Linked DNA regions of Mus musculus: all the other regions are linked to region 3. A link is a contact called in public HiChIP or PLAC-seq and Micro-C data. All regions are on one chromosome and are shown on one strand. Each heading gives the region's core, a stretch centred on a gene start, on an enhancer-like site or on the middle of the called end of the contact. The rest is flanking DNA. Distances are from core to core; before and after follow the strand shown. Region 1 has its middle 23 kb from the start of Gabrp. Region 2 holds the start of Ranbp17 (RAN binding protein 17). Region 3 holds the start of Fgf18 (fibroblast growth factor 18).

What was found. Hi-C and Micro-C count contacts between places; a contact is called where the count stands out from the background. HiChIP or PLAC-seq counts read pairs in DNA pulled down with a chosen protein or histone mark.
Region 1: a FOXA1 HiChIP or PLAC-seq map of pancreatic cancer cells shows a contact between it and region 3. The contact joins the enhancer-like site here to the promoter of Fgf18 in region 3. A contact is called at or near these places in 4 of 39 promoter capture datasets (the 3T3-L1 cell line, embryonic stem cells, frontonasal cranial neural crest and 1 more), 1 of 15 datasets of contacts at CTCF or cohesin (embryonic stem cells), 2 of 115 datasets of contacts at active chromatin or transcription factors (embryonic midbrain and pancreatic cancer cells) and 4 of 9 other capture datasets (adipose tissue, embryonic stem cells, liver and 1 more).
Region 2: a contact with region 3 is called in a Micro-C map of embryonic stem cells, with 4 times the contacts expected there. The contact joins the promoter of Ranbp17 here to the promoter of Fgf18 in region 3. A contact is called at or near these places in 1 of 39 promoter capture datasets (neural stem cells), 1 of 484 Hi-C or Micro-C datasets (embryonic stem cells), 4 of 115 datasets of contacts at active chromatin or transcription factors (astrocytes, embryonic basal ganglia, embryonic stem cells and 1 more) and 1 of 9 other capture datasets (pancreatic islet).

Annotation. Positions count from the first base shown.
Region 1 is chr11:33,599,751-33,603,883 of GRCm38.p6, reverse strand. No RefSeq gene overlaps it. Among named protein-coding and RNA genes, the nearest start is that of Gabrp, 23 kb to the right of the region's middle. Within about 2 kb of position 2,328, at least 11 of the 459 cell types and tissues checked have an H3K27ac peak or open chromatin away from gene starts, as enhancers often do. A contact at or near this core is called in pancreatic cancer cells, where this site is marked.
Region 2 is chr11:33,512,145-33,516,164 of GRCm38.p6, reverse strand. Ranbp17 (RAN binding protein 17) reads left to right here and starts at 2,412. Exons shown (of 28, transcript NM_023146.3): 1 at 2,412-2,563. The coding sequence starts at 2,546.
Region 3 is chr11:33,145,401-33,149,304 of GRCm38.p6, reverse strand. It overlaps Fgf18 (fibroblast growth factor 18), which reads left to right and starts at 1,905. Exons shown (of 5, transcript NM_008005.2): 1 at 1,905-2,063; 2 at 2,224-2,260. The coding sequence starts at 2,032. RefSeq lists an enhancer at 1,300-1,330 and promoters at 1,145-2,088, 1-2,088.

The sequences.
Region 1 (4,133 bases), core at 1,079-3,578, 450 kb before region 3:
AAGAAGAAGAAGAAGAAAAGAAAACCTGAACTAGGCCTAGACATTCTTTTGACTCAGCATCCACAAAATCTTCAGTCTGGAGCAGTACAGTGTTTGAAGTGACAGTCTGCCCTCACCTGAGATAAGAGTCCTTGCCTGTACACACACATACAATGTGCAGGATGATTGTAAAAGAGTCCCTGCTCCACAGCACTGGTGGCTCTTCTCTAGAAATGCAGAAGGTTGGTCAGTTGGCATCTTGCTGAGAGAAGCCTGCTTAGTGTAAAGGTTTCAGGGAGCATTTTTCAGCCCAATGAAAGAAAGGAGCATGAGGGAAAACTGAAGTGGCTGGGGAAGGGATTCAGGTCCTTGATCCTTCCGCCACAGGACCAGCACACTCTCTTTCCTATCTTTCCTCACCTTATTTCTCCTGAAGGGGACACACCTTTTTTCTCAACCAATGGCATTTTTTTTTCTGGATACTATTTGCTGTTAGCTGCTTAGTTTTCAAGAATGCTTTTGTTTGTTTATACACCCTTCATGTCAAGAGTTTCTCGGCAATCTGTAAGAGTTCACACAGTATGGTTGAGAGGCTGTGAAGGGGCAAGCTTGGAATCTGAGCTTAAGTCCCCATTGCTCAAGAAGGGAGGGAGGGAGGGAGGGAGGGAGGGAGGGAGGGAGGGAGGGAGGGAGGGAGGGAGGGAGGGGAGGGAGGGAGGGAGGGAGGGAGGGAGGGAGGGAGGGAGGGAGAGAGAGAGAGGGAGGGAGAGAGAGAGAGAAAGAAAGAAAGAAAGAAAGAAAGAAAGAAAGAAAGAAAGAAAGAAAGAAAGAAAGAAAGAAAGAAAACTTGCTGTGGCTCTGTTCACCTGCAACCCCAGTGCTGTCCAGGTAGGGAGAGTGGGGCCACTGGGGCTTGCTAAGGGTCTCAAAGGAACCATGCAGAGGTGGAATAGGCACTTGCTGTCCTACACATACATACACACACACACACACACACACATTCTAGGCCTTTCCAAGTCAGCAACCTGGTTTGGCCAGTTCTCTGAGAGCTGACCAGCCTTTGCGAAAATTGACTCATACCAACCAAACCCACAAAGGCTTTTGTAGGAATAAGGATTAACCCACAGAGTTACAACAAGGACAAAGAGGAGGAGGGTGAGGGAGGGAGGGAGGGAGAGAGAGAGAGGGAGGGAGAGAGAGAGAGAAAGAAAGAAAGAAAGAAAGAAAGAAAGAAAGAAAGAAAGAAAGAAAGAAAGAAAGAAAGAAAGAAAACTTGCTGTGGCTCTGTTCACCTGCAACCCCAGTGCTGTCCAGGTAGGGAGAGTGGGGCCACTGGGGCTTGCTAAGGGTCTCAAAGGAACCATGCAGAGGTGGAATAGGCACTTGCTGTCCTACACATACATACACACACACACACACACACACATTCTAGGCCTTTCCAAGTCAGCAACCTGGTTTGGCCAGTTCTCTGAGAGCTGACCAGCCTTTGCGAAAATTGACTCATACCAACCAAACCCACAAAGGCTTTTGTAGGAATAAGGATTAACCCACAGAGTTACAACAAGGACAAAGAGGAGGAGGGTGAGGGGAGGAGGAAGGGAGAGAGAGAACTTGGGAGGAGGGAGGGAGAGAGAACGTGGGAAGGGGAAGGGAAAGAAAGTGACAGGGGTTAGAGGAGGGAGAGGAAGGAAAGTGTCTCTACTGATGTCTCTGTATCACTTCCTGGCCTGAAATGAAAGTCTAGGAGGATGTGTGTCTGAAGGAGAGGGGCTAGCACCTTGCTCTTCACAACTTAGAGTCCTTGGGAGACCTACCATCTAAATACCCATCTGAAAACCCATCTGGCCAGCCCCAGCCTTGTCTCCGCTGGAAGGCCCTCATAACATCCCGCAGTCCTCTATGGTGTTCTTTCTTTTCAAGGCTTCTGGGTGACTGATCTCTCTGTAAAACTACTAGTCCTCAGTGCCCTCAGGGTTCTAGGGGTTTTCATCCCAAGGTTTCCCACCCGGCTCCTGGGTCAGCTCCATTCCATCTGGGGCTTTCCAAAGACAGCCTCTTAGACTATGTTTATAGGTGGTTTTCGTCCGTGTGCCTTATTTAAATAATATTCTGTAACTTGTAAGGGGTTAACTTTATTCTAAATTATAGGGGTGAGGAGTGGCCTCTCTCTAGCTGGCAGGAATTGTTTATTTACTGGCTCATTCAGTAAATTGCTGTTTATGGAGCAGAGTCGGGCCCTGGCCTCCAGCAGGTGTTTTCCAGTTTAATTACACATTAACCGTAATGGTTACAGACACCAAAAGAGCCCACGAAAAGTGAAGGGATTGACAGTGCGGGGCCCCAAGCACAGGCAAGTGGCTGGCTCACGTTCTCAGCAATCCGACATATCTGTTCAAAAGGAGAGCGTGCACAGAGGCAAACATTGCTCATAGTTAATCATCAAGAAATACCGATATTTGGATCCAATTTCTCACAGTCTTCCAGAAAGGCAGACATCAGGACTCCCCAGATACACGTATATTTTGATCCATTGTTTTAACCAATTCAAGCAGAGAGAGCGGCATTGTACAAACAAGTGTAAGTAATTGCTCTCTGGCCAGAGAAAAAAGCGGATGTGGGGCCATTTTCCCTCAGGTTTGGGCTAGGAGCCGAACGGTTACAGAAAACATAGAAACCCGAACTGAATTTAAATTTTGGACAAATGTCAAAGGAGCATGACTCGAAATATTGATCATCATTCTGAAGTTCAGACTTCCCTTAGATGTTCATTGTTTGTATTTGCTAAGTCTGGCAGCCTCTGTGGGAATGACAGAAAAATATAAACTCATCCTTCAAGGTGAGTTACAGATAAATCTTACTGCAGTTGCGTGCGGCCTCTGAATTAGTGCTTGTCAAGCTCAGCCCTCTGCTGGCTCTTGTGGCTTACTTGACAACATGCATGCTACTGTGTCCTCCTGAAGCCCCTGCCCATGTCCCCATGCTAGTGCCTTCATCCTGACCACCTCAGGGTCTTTCTGGGACACACTCTTGCCCTCAGCCTCTGGTCTCCCACATAGGCTGCCTTGTTTACCCTTCAAGAGCTAGTTCAGTTTCTGCCTACCTGAGCCTTTCCAGGATCCCCAGAAATTTTATACACAAAACCCTCCCTCCTTTCCCTCATCAACTCCTTCCTCTACAATGGCTTTTAGTGTGTTCCCCTGGGATTGTGTGCTCGGAGCTCAGTTCCCAGTGTGACACTGTTGAGGGGTGACGTGACCTCTTCTGAGCAGGGCCCAGAGGAAAGACAGATGACGGGTCTCTCCTCCAGAGTCTCGCCTCCTGTCCTGCCCAGTGTTCTCCCCTTCCACTGGTGTTCCTTCTTGTGGGCTATCACTACAATGAGGTGATGCAGATAGGCATCCCTAAAGATCCAGTGCCATGCTATTTGTATTGATTGCAGTCTCCCAACTTGTGAACTAATAAAGCCCCTAAGTACCCAGCCTCTGGCATTGTGTTACAGCAACAACAACAGCAACAAAAACTGGATTAGTAAGTAGACGTTCCTTCCCTCAATCACAAATTCATGTCTACAACCTTTTCTCTTATTTAATTGATTGCTGTTCAAGAGATATCCTTCTCACCATGGTTTGTACATCTTTGGGTCCCAAGTGCTGAGAGCACTGCCACAAACTGTGGCCCAGAGTAGATATAAGTCAATGTTGGCCTAATGAGAAACCACATTTCAATCCAAGAGCATTTCCCCAGCTCATAAGTTATGTGATCAGGACTGCTCACAACCTGCAAAGAGACCCACACACCATCAGATGGGACAGGACAGTCGCTGTGGAGGGGTCAGTATAGAACAATGTTAACATTCTCTCCTTGGGAGCAAGTCTCAGGTAGGCACCTGCTTCAGGGGTATCCTAGACTCTCACCCTAAGACCTGCCTGCAGGCTGTCTGTTAAGTTAGCAATGCCTAGTCTTCCTAGAGGTGAAGGCTGGGAAGAGGATGAGGTCAACCTGGGCCCCAGTTTGGAATTTCCCTTGGACTATCAGAAGGAGGTAGAGGGAGTTGCCACTCTCTGCTTGGGGGACTGACCTAGCCTCCTGGTCTCATGCCAGCTCCCAGATGAATCACTTTCCCTAAAACCAGAGCTGAAACCCAAGACGTAGTC
Region 2 (4,020 bases), core at 1,163-3,662, 370 kb before region 3:
ATGAAGAGGAGATCTTCTTTTATTTGCTTAGTAACATAAAAATGCAGAATGCTAATATAGCTCAAAGCCTCTATAGTTTTTCTTCTACATTATTTGAATTAGATAAGACATTAGACTAGGGGAATAACTAACACACAAAACCAGGCCAAATACCAAAAAATGGAATGACTCAGTGGTTGAGATATTGGAACTACTGTATAAGAATTCTACATGTGATCAAAATATTAAGAAAATAGTAAAAAGGAAAAGAATTTGATCAGATCCATGAAAATTATTTAGACAGTAGAGGGACCCAAATGAAAAATTTGGAATTGAAACTATAATAATTAATTAATTTACAAGGGGGGGCTGGAGACATGGCTCAGAGGTTAAGAGCACTGACTGCTCTTCCAGAGGTCCTGAGTTCAAATCCCAGCAACCACATGGTGGCTCACAACCATCTGTAATTAAATCAGACACCTTCTTCTGGTGTGTTTGAAGACATATAAATAAATTAAATTAAAAAAATTTTAAAAATTTACAAGGGGTTGTATAGCAGTTTAGACATAGTAGAAGTGAATTTCTCCTGAATGGGCAACAGGTCAGTAGAAAATATTCAGTGCATATTAAGCATGTGCATATGCGCGCGCACGAGCACACACACACACACACACACACACACACACACACAAGAAATATGGAGACCAGTTCAAGAAGAAAGAATAATGTAGCAAAAAGTTTTAGCATACATGTAACACAATGAAAGGAAGAAGGGAGAACAGAACAGTATTTAAACGAAATACTGGGGGTTTGATCGGTGGCTCAGAGGTTAAGAGCACTGACTGCTCTTCCAGAGGTCCCGAGTTCAATTCCCAGCAACTACATGGTGGCTTTCAATCATCTGTAATGGGATTTGATGCCTTCTTCTGGTGTGTCTGAAGATAGCAACAGTGAATTCATACACACACACATACAATCTTAAAAAAAAATAAAAGAAATACTGGTTAATATTAAAAAACTGATGAAGATGTCAGATCACACGAGAACAACTATTAATTTCAAGTAGGATGAATATAACACATAGACTTAGTGACAAACTGAAACTGGTCAAAAACAAAGTGAAAGAAAAAAACTTCAAGTACTCTAGAGTATATTATCTAAAGGTGCAATAATTAAGATTGATGGCTAACTCTTCAACTGAAACAATGTAAACCAGAAGACAATGAAATATCATCTTTAAAGTATCAAAAGATTAAAAAACTAAAGCCCAAAAGGCTATTATGGAATTTTATACCCAGCAAAACTACCTTTAAAATTGATGAAATGAGCCGGGCGTGGTGGTACATGCCTTTAATCCCAGCACTTGGGAGGCAGAGGCAGGCAGATTTCTGAGGCCAGCCTAGTCTACAAAGTGAGTTCCAGGACAGCCAGGGCTATACAGAGAAACCCTGTCTCGAAAAACAAAACAAAACAAATGCTTTCAAATTAACAAAAGCTGAGAGAATTTGTTAATATACCTAAGTTGTAAGAAACATTTCAGGAAAATTTCCCCTTAAATACATAAAAAGGCTGTTAAATAGAAGCATTGAACTCTGGAGAAATGAAGAACACTGGTAATGAGCAACTCTGATTCGATATATCTGCTCAATAACTCCTATTCCCATGAAATAATTTGGTGTAAAATATAAGTTCATGTGAAAGTGTAGACAAGGAGTTACAGACAAGCCAGAATTTTATAATTTTAATGCCTCATACACAATGTCAGCTTAACTTACTCAAAAAGTTAAAAAAATAAACAATGGGAGTTGGGCATTGGGGAACAAGAGTTAAGGATAGCATATGGGGGGGGGGGTCAAAGGCTGTGTGTTAGAGGAACAGAACATCTGTGCAGATGTGGGATTTGGGAGTCATGTATTTGTTTCAGAGTTCTGTCAGGAATCAATATGGCTTGTGGTAGACTTAAGGTTTATTATTATGTGTATGAAAGCGATGCAGGTGCCTGCTAAAGCAGTTGGATTTCCACAAGCTGGAGCTACATGCAGTTATGAACATGTGGGAGGGTGCTCTCCACTGCTGAGCAGTCTCTTCGCCTATCTACCACAGATTTAGGAGCCAAAGTGGGCAGTAACACACACCACCTATGCCTGCACTCAGGCCGCATGCAGATGACTGTGACTTCAAGTTCGAGACCAGCCTGGTTCACGTATTACAGTATTCATAGTGAGACCGACGACCCAGTCTCCAAAACTAAGTGGGCAGCTGAGGCGGGCAGTTGGGTCGTGGTGGTGAGTTAAAAGTTAAAGGTCAGAGGTCAGAGGCTCACTCTGAGGATGCAGCGGTTGTAAAAGGAGCGCACCGGCGGTTGGGCGGAGGAGCCCGAAGGACACGCCCCCTCCTCCCCGCGCTCCGCCGGCCCCGCCCAGTCCCGCTGCGGGCTCCGAGCGGAGCGCGCCGAGCACTGGGAGCGAGCGGCTTGGGGGGATCCCGCGGCGGCCGGGCTCGCGCGGCGCCTTCGCTCCCCCTCCCCTCGGCCCTCGGGCCGCGCGGCCTGCGCCGCTCCGGGAAGATGGCGCTGCACTTTCAGGTCAGTGCGCCGGGCTGTGGGCCTGGAGCTCCAGGCCGCGACCCCGAGCCCAGCCCCTTGCCTGGGAACGGTGTGGGGCGGGCGCAGAGGAGCGGGCTACGCTCGGCCGCGGAGTACGCTCTGGTTGGCGCGGCTGTAGCGGCGTCCCGGCAGGTGGGAGCTGGGGCGGAGGGGCCGCCATCCGGCCCTTACGCCCAGCCCGCGGTCGCTGTTCGCCCCGGGAGCTTGAGCTCGGAGGCCGGGACGGCGGGAGCAAGGCAGCGGGGCCAGAGGACTGTCATTGGCCGGAGGCGGGCGCGGGTCGGGGCGCGGCGCGACCGGGAGCGCGCAGCCTCATTGGTGGAGCCTCGGGGCTGGGCGCCGGCTACGCTGAAGGGATGCGGGTCTGTCCGGTGGCTCCCGCACTCTGCCGGTCTTCATCCCACAGAAGTATACTGAGCCTCTCCGCTGTGCATCTCCTGTGGCGGAACGTTCTCGGGATGCAGGGCGACGTCAGCTACCACCCTCGTCCTTTTAGAGCGCGCGATAATTGCTGCACACGTGAAGACTGTTATGGTAGAATTAGTCACGGGATATCGCGGGAGCACAGAAAGGGGGCAGTCCATCCGTAGGTGGAGTGGAGTCTCCACTTGTTACTGGGTTCCTACTGATGGTACATAAGCCTCTGGGCAAACTCGCTGCCTTGTACTCTCAGGGACGTGGGACTCTAGCGGGAATTGTAGGAACTGTATGTAGATACCCAGGTAGTGAGGGAAGAAAGACTACAGACTAAAGACGGTGTGGGCAAAGCAAAGAATTGTGGAAGACCGTTGCATACTGTGAAAATCTGTTCTTGCATCCTAAGATTGATTTGAAAAGTTGTGGATGGCAGAAGACCTTAGAGAAGTAGGCGGGATCTTAGTGACAGTGTATCTGAATGCCCCTTCCCCTTGTAGATTTACATGGATCCGATGGTCCGTCCCATGGACTTAGTGCTTTCTTACTTCTAAAGTAATTTAGAACCAGGAAATAGACCCACATTTTATCTTTTTTACTTACTGTTATCTTTTTATTTACTGTTTTGTTTTGTTTTATTTTTAAGGGTTCCCCAGCTCGGAATTAGCTATTTGTTATCACTTTAGTAAATAGATGTCTTGTGCAGAACTTTTGCAGGAAGAATCTCACAGAGATTACTTACTGTGAATTGGAAATAGATATTCAGATGTTCATAGTGCAGGTGTAAGTCTTGAGTAAATCAGAAGGCGTACAAGAACTTTGGAACCTTTTTGGACTTAGACGATGCCTGGTAAATCGCCAAGCCCTGGAAACTGCCTTCATCTCCAAGTGCAATATTACACAAGTGAGATGTTGGTGCCCAAACTGGTCGTATCATTCCTAGAAATATACACTAAGGTGACATTTTAAGGCATTGTTTCAGTGTCTTCTTCACACTTGGTAATTATGTAGCTCCACGATAT
Region 3 (3,904 bases), core at 656-3,155:
GTCAGCAGATACACGTGTGCCAGTCTGTAAAGCAAGACCACTTTTTGGTTCAGCCCTATTTGTGGTTTGTCATTTCACTCTATTGGTTGGTTGGTTCCAGAATTTAGGAAGTTACTAGTAACTTTGCAAGGCTAGTTCAGGCAGCCCAGACAATAAACATAAAATCAACTTCCTTTCATGCAACAATTCTCTCAACAACTCGATTTCGCAAAGGTTTTCAGGATTTGTTTTTAATACTGCCCCCTTAGCCTCAACTTTGAAAAAGAACTGAAAGTCGCTTACAGGGAGGTCTGGTCCTTGGAACAAATACTATGTTTCTATAACTTGAGAAATAACACCACCGAGCAGCACCTTCTTCACTTTGCTCCAGCGAACGGGGAATAACAACCACAGCTACGGACACAAGGCCTTTAAATCAAATAATCCGAATTCCTGAGTTTTGCATTTTGAGCTCGTTCTCTAGTTTCTTGCCCACTGTGACCTGTTTGTTTTAGCATCAGTCCAAAGCAGAACTTGGCTGACCCAGGCTCTAGACAGAATGAGGCAGGCCTCTGACAACAATATCTACATTTGGGGGTTAATGGAAGGACAGAAAAAGTTCAGGGTTGGTGATCAAGGGCAGGAAAACTAGCTGCTTAGATTGCGAACTGAAGAGGACCTGGAGTGAGCGCTGACCAGAGTCCTGGCTACTCCCAGGCATGTAGCCATTCAGGGGCGAGGTTACAGCGACATTTTTGAGCCGCTAGGTGGTAGCCGTGTGCTTCCAAAACCCGGGTCACCTAACTAGAGAACGCAGCTGGAATCCCTAGAACCGACCTTAGAGTCCCAGAGCGGGGGAAGGGAGAGAGACGCCCCTGAGACTTTGCCATCTCCTACGGCAAAACAGAAGAAGGCGTTACTTAGCGTAGTCATCCCACGGTGGTGGTTGTGGTGGTGGTGCGTGTGTCTGGGAAAAGCCACTATCTTGCGTGGCCTAAGGGTAAGGGTAAACACGACTCCTTTCAGTTGAGTCACCCCACCGGGCGGGCCTCGTCTGTCCTCCCCTTGCTTCCCAACTCTAGTGGATGTGAATATGAACAGCAAATGTGAGCATTCTTTGGGAACCCCGCCTGCTCCATTCGGCCAATATTAGCCTTGTGTCGGAGAGCTCCGACGGCTTCCAGCGCTCACCAGGTCCAGCTTCGTGGGTTCTGCCATGCTGAACGGCCAGTCCCATTGCCGACAGTATTGAGTGCCTCCCCTCCAACCCTGAGCCGCCAGAAGGAGGAGGCAGCGGAGAGGCCGCGGCAGGCAGGCGAGCAGGCAGGGCCGGCTTTGATGTGGGCGCGGCGCACCCAGCCGCGCTGAGCGCCCGTCCGGCCGCGCCCCGAGGGGGGAGCCCCCGGGCCCCGCATCCTCATTGTGCCGGCGCGGGCCCGGACCCGCCCCTGGCCCCCCGCCCCCTCGCCGCCCTCGCGTAGAAAACGCCCCGGCCGCCGCCAGCGGTGGGAGGCGGCGATGCGCACGGCCGGAGAGACACAGAGGAGGAGACATGAGCCGGCGGGCGCCCAGACGGAGCGGCCGTGACGCGTTCGCACTGCAGATGCGCGCCCCAGCCTCGGAGCGCTGACCCCGGCCCCGCTAGCCTCGCGTCCCGGTTGCGGCGCCTCTGCCGCAGCACCCGCCGTGCATGCTGCCCCTGGACTGAACCCGCAGCCCGCGTCTCGCGAACGTCCAGACGGCCCTCCCGTCCGCCCGCTTCAGTCCAGCTTCCCCGCACCGGCCGGGCTCCTCCCGCACCGCGTTCGCCCCACAGCCCCCGCGCCGGCTCGGAGGGCGCAGCGCTCCGGAGGAGCCGCGCGGGGCGCTGATGCCGCAGGGCGCGCCGCGGAGCGCCCCGGAGCAGCAGAGTCTGCAGAAGCAGCCGGCAAGGAGGGAGCAGCAGCAGCGGCGGCGGCGGCGGCGGCGGCGGCGGAGGCGCCCGGTCCCGGCCGCGCGGAGCGGACATGTGCAGGCTGGGCTAGGAGCCGCCGCCTCCCCCCCCGCCCCGCGATGTATTCAGCGCCCTCCGCCTGCACTTGCCTGTAAGCACCCGCCCGGGTCTGGCCACCCTGCCTGGATGCCTGTCCCTGTGCGTGTGTGGCTCTGTCTGTCTGTCCGCCCGACTTTCTGCTACGTGTCTGTCTGTCTATCTGTGCCCCTTCCTCGGATCTCACTGACCTCCTCTCCCTCTTTCTCCCGCAGGTGTTTACACTTTCTACTGCTGTGCTTCCAGGTTCAGGTACGTGGGCTCCTGAGAGTCGAGTCGTGTCTCTCCCCCACCCCCCTGCCAACCCCAGCGCGCTCTTCTTCGAGGTGCTGGCCGACCCCCCTTCCCGGGACCGCGCCCCCTCTCGGTGCCCCACCCCTCCTGGGCAACAAGCCCAGTGCACCTGTTCCCAGGGCGCAGAAGGGCGGCTTCGCGCGCGTCCTGCGCTGGCGGTATCAGGCCAAGGGCTAGGAGCTACTGCTTGAGCCAGTGCAGACTGTCGCGGCCTCGGTCAGCCTCGGTAGGGAAATCTCTCAGAGTCGGAGGGCTGACTCTGGCCCGAGTGATGTGTGGGACTCCAACCTCCGACCACAGCTGGCGAGGTAGGGACCTAGAGGTTTTTATGCCAACTGTCCCTTTACGGCTTGCTTGTCCCTGCAGACAAAAAGGTTGTTTTCAGCTAAGTGGATTTTGAGTCCAGAGAGAGAGAGCTTTAGTTGTAAATTACTCTGTGTGTGTGTGTGTGTGTGTGTGTGTGTGTGTGTGTGTGTGTGTGTGGAGAGAGAGAGAGAGAGAGAGAGAGAGAGAGAGAGAGAGAGAGAGAGAGAGAGTTCTCCCCATCCTGCTGCGCTCTGCTCCACATGTCCTTGCCCAAGGTGGTGCAGCCCAGGGCTTGTTCCCTGCCTGGTCCCCGTTCGCTCTCTGTGAATCAGAAAAGGGCTTGGCGCTCAGCCTGGAAAGCACTTGCTAAAATCTGATCTGTTACTTCAGCAGCTTTCAGACTCGGGAAGGTCTTGGCACACAGACAGTTGGAATGCTCTGGCTTCCAAAGCCGTGGAAATGAAGGAAAAGGGGGGGGGGGGTAGGGAGTCGACTTCAGCCCCGATTAGAACCAGACCAGGGCTGCCTCAGCATGGTGTGTGTGGGGCGGGGTGTGTGTGTGGGGGGGGGTGGCAATAAGAATAGGAAACACCAGCTGCCCAATACCTCCACCTACCTACAGCTACAAGGGAGGGGACCCAGAATAAACTGGACATAGGCCAAAAGAGGATTATCTGTCCCCTCCCCCTCTCCGTGAAAGGCAGGTGTCCTTGCAGGGCTAATGGGAAGATGCTTGGTTGTAGCCTTCTGAGTTCTGGAGATGCCTGGAGACAGCCCTGTGCACCAGCTAGAGGTGGTTCTCCCAGTTTTCTGGTACAAGGAAGTGTGTGTGTGTGTGTAGCTGAGGCCGTGGTTCCTAGTTCAATCTTCACTGTTCCTTGGGACAGACATGAAACTCAGTGCAAAACCAGTTGAGACTCTGGGCTGAAAGGATAGATGGATGGACAGACTGATGGCTCTTTCCTTCTATTGGCCAGGCTGGGGTCCCCAGTGACTTCTTGAATCAATACAACTGGAGTCAGTAACTTAACGCTGGCTGTTTGCCAAAGCAGATGTGACCCTATGTGGTGAGGGGGTGGGGGACAGGGTCGGGGAATGGTGGATGTTAAAGAAAAGGCCAGTTCCAGGCATGGGCTGCCTAGTCTGTCTGCAGCTGAATTCCCAAGCAGAGGGCAGGTTCCAGGGTCACTCCAGGGGTTCTGCTTGTCTGGCTGGGCTGAGCTTGGGCAGGAGCTGAGGAAATGGGTGTGGAGGCAGAAAGGAGCCTTTGGGTCTCGCTGCCCAATCCTGTGCATG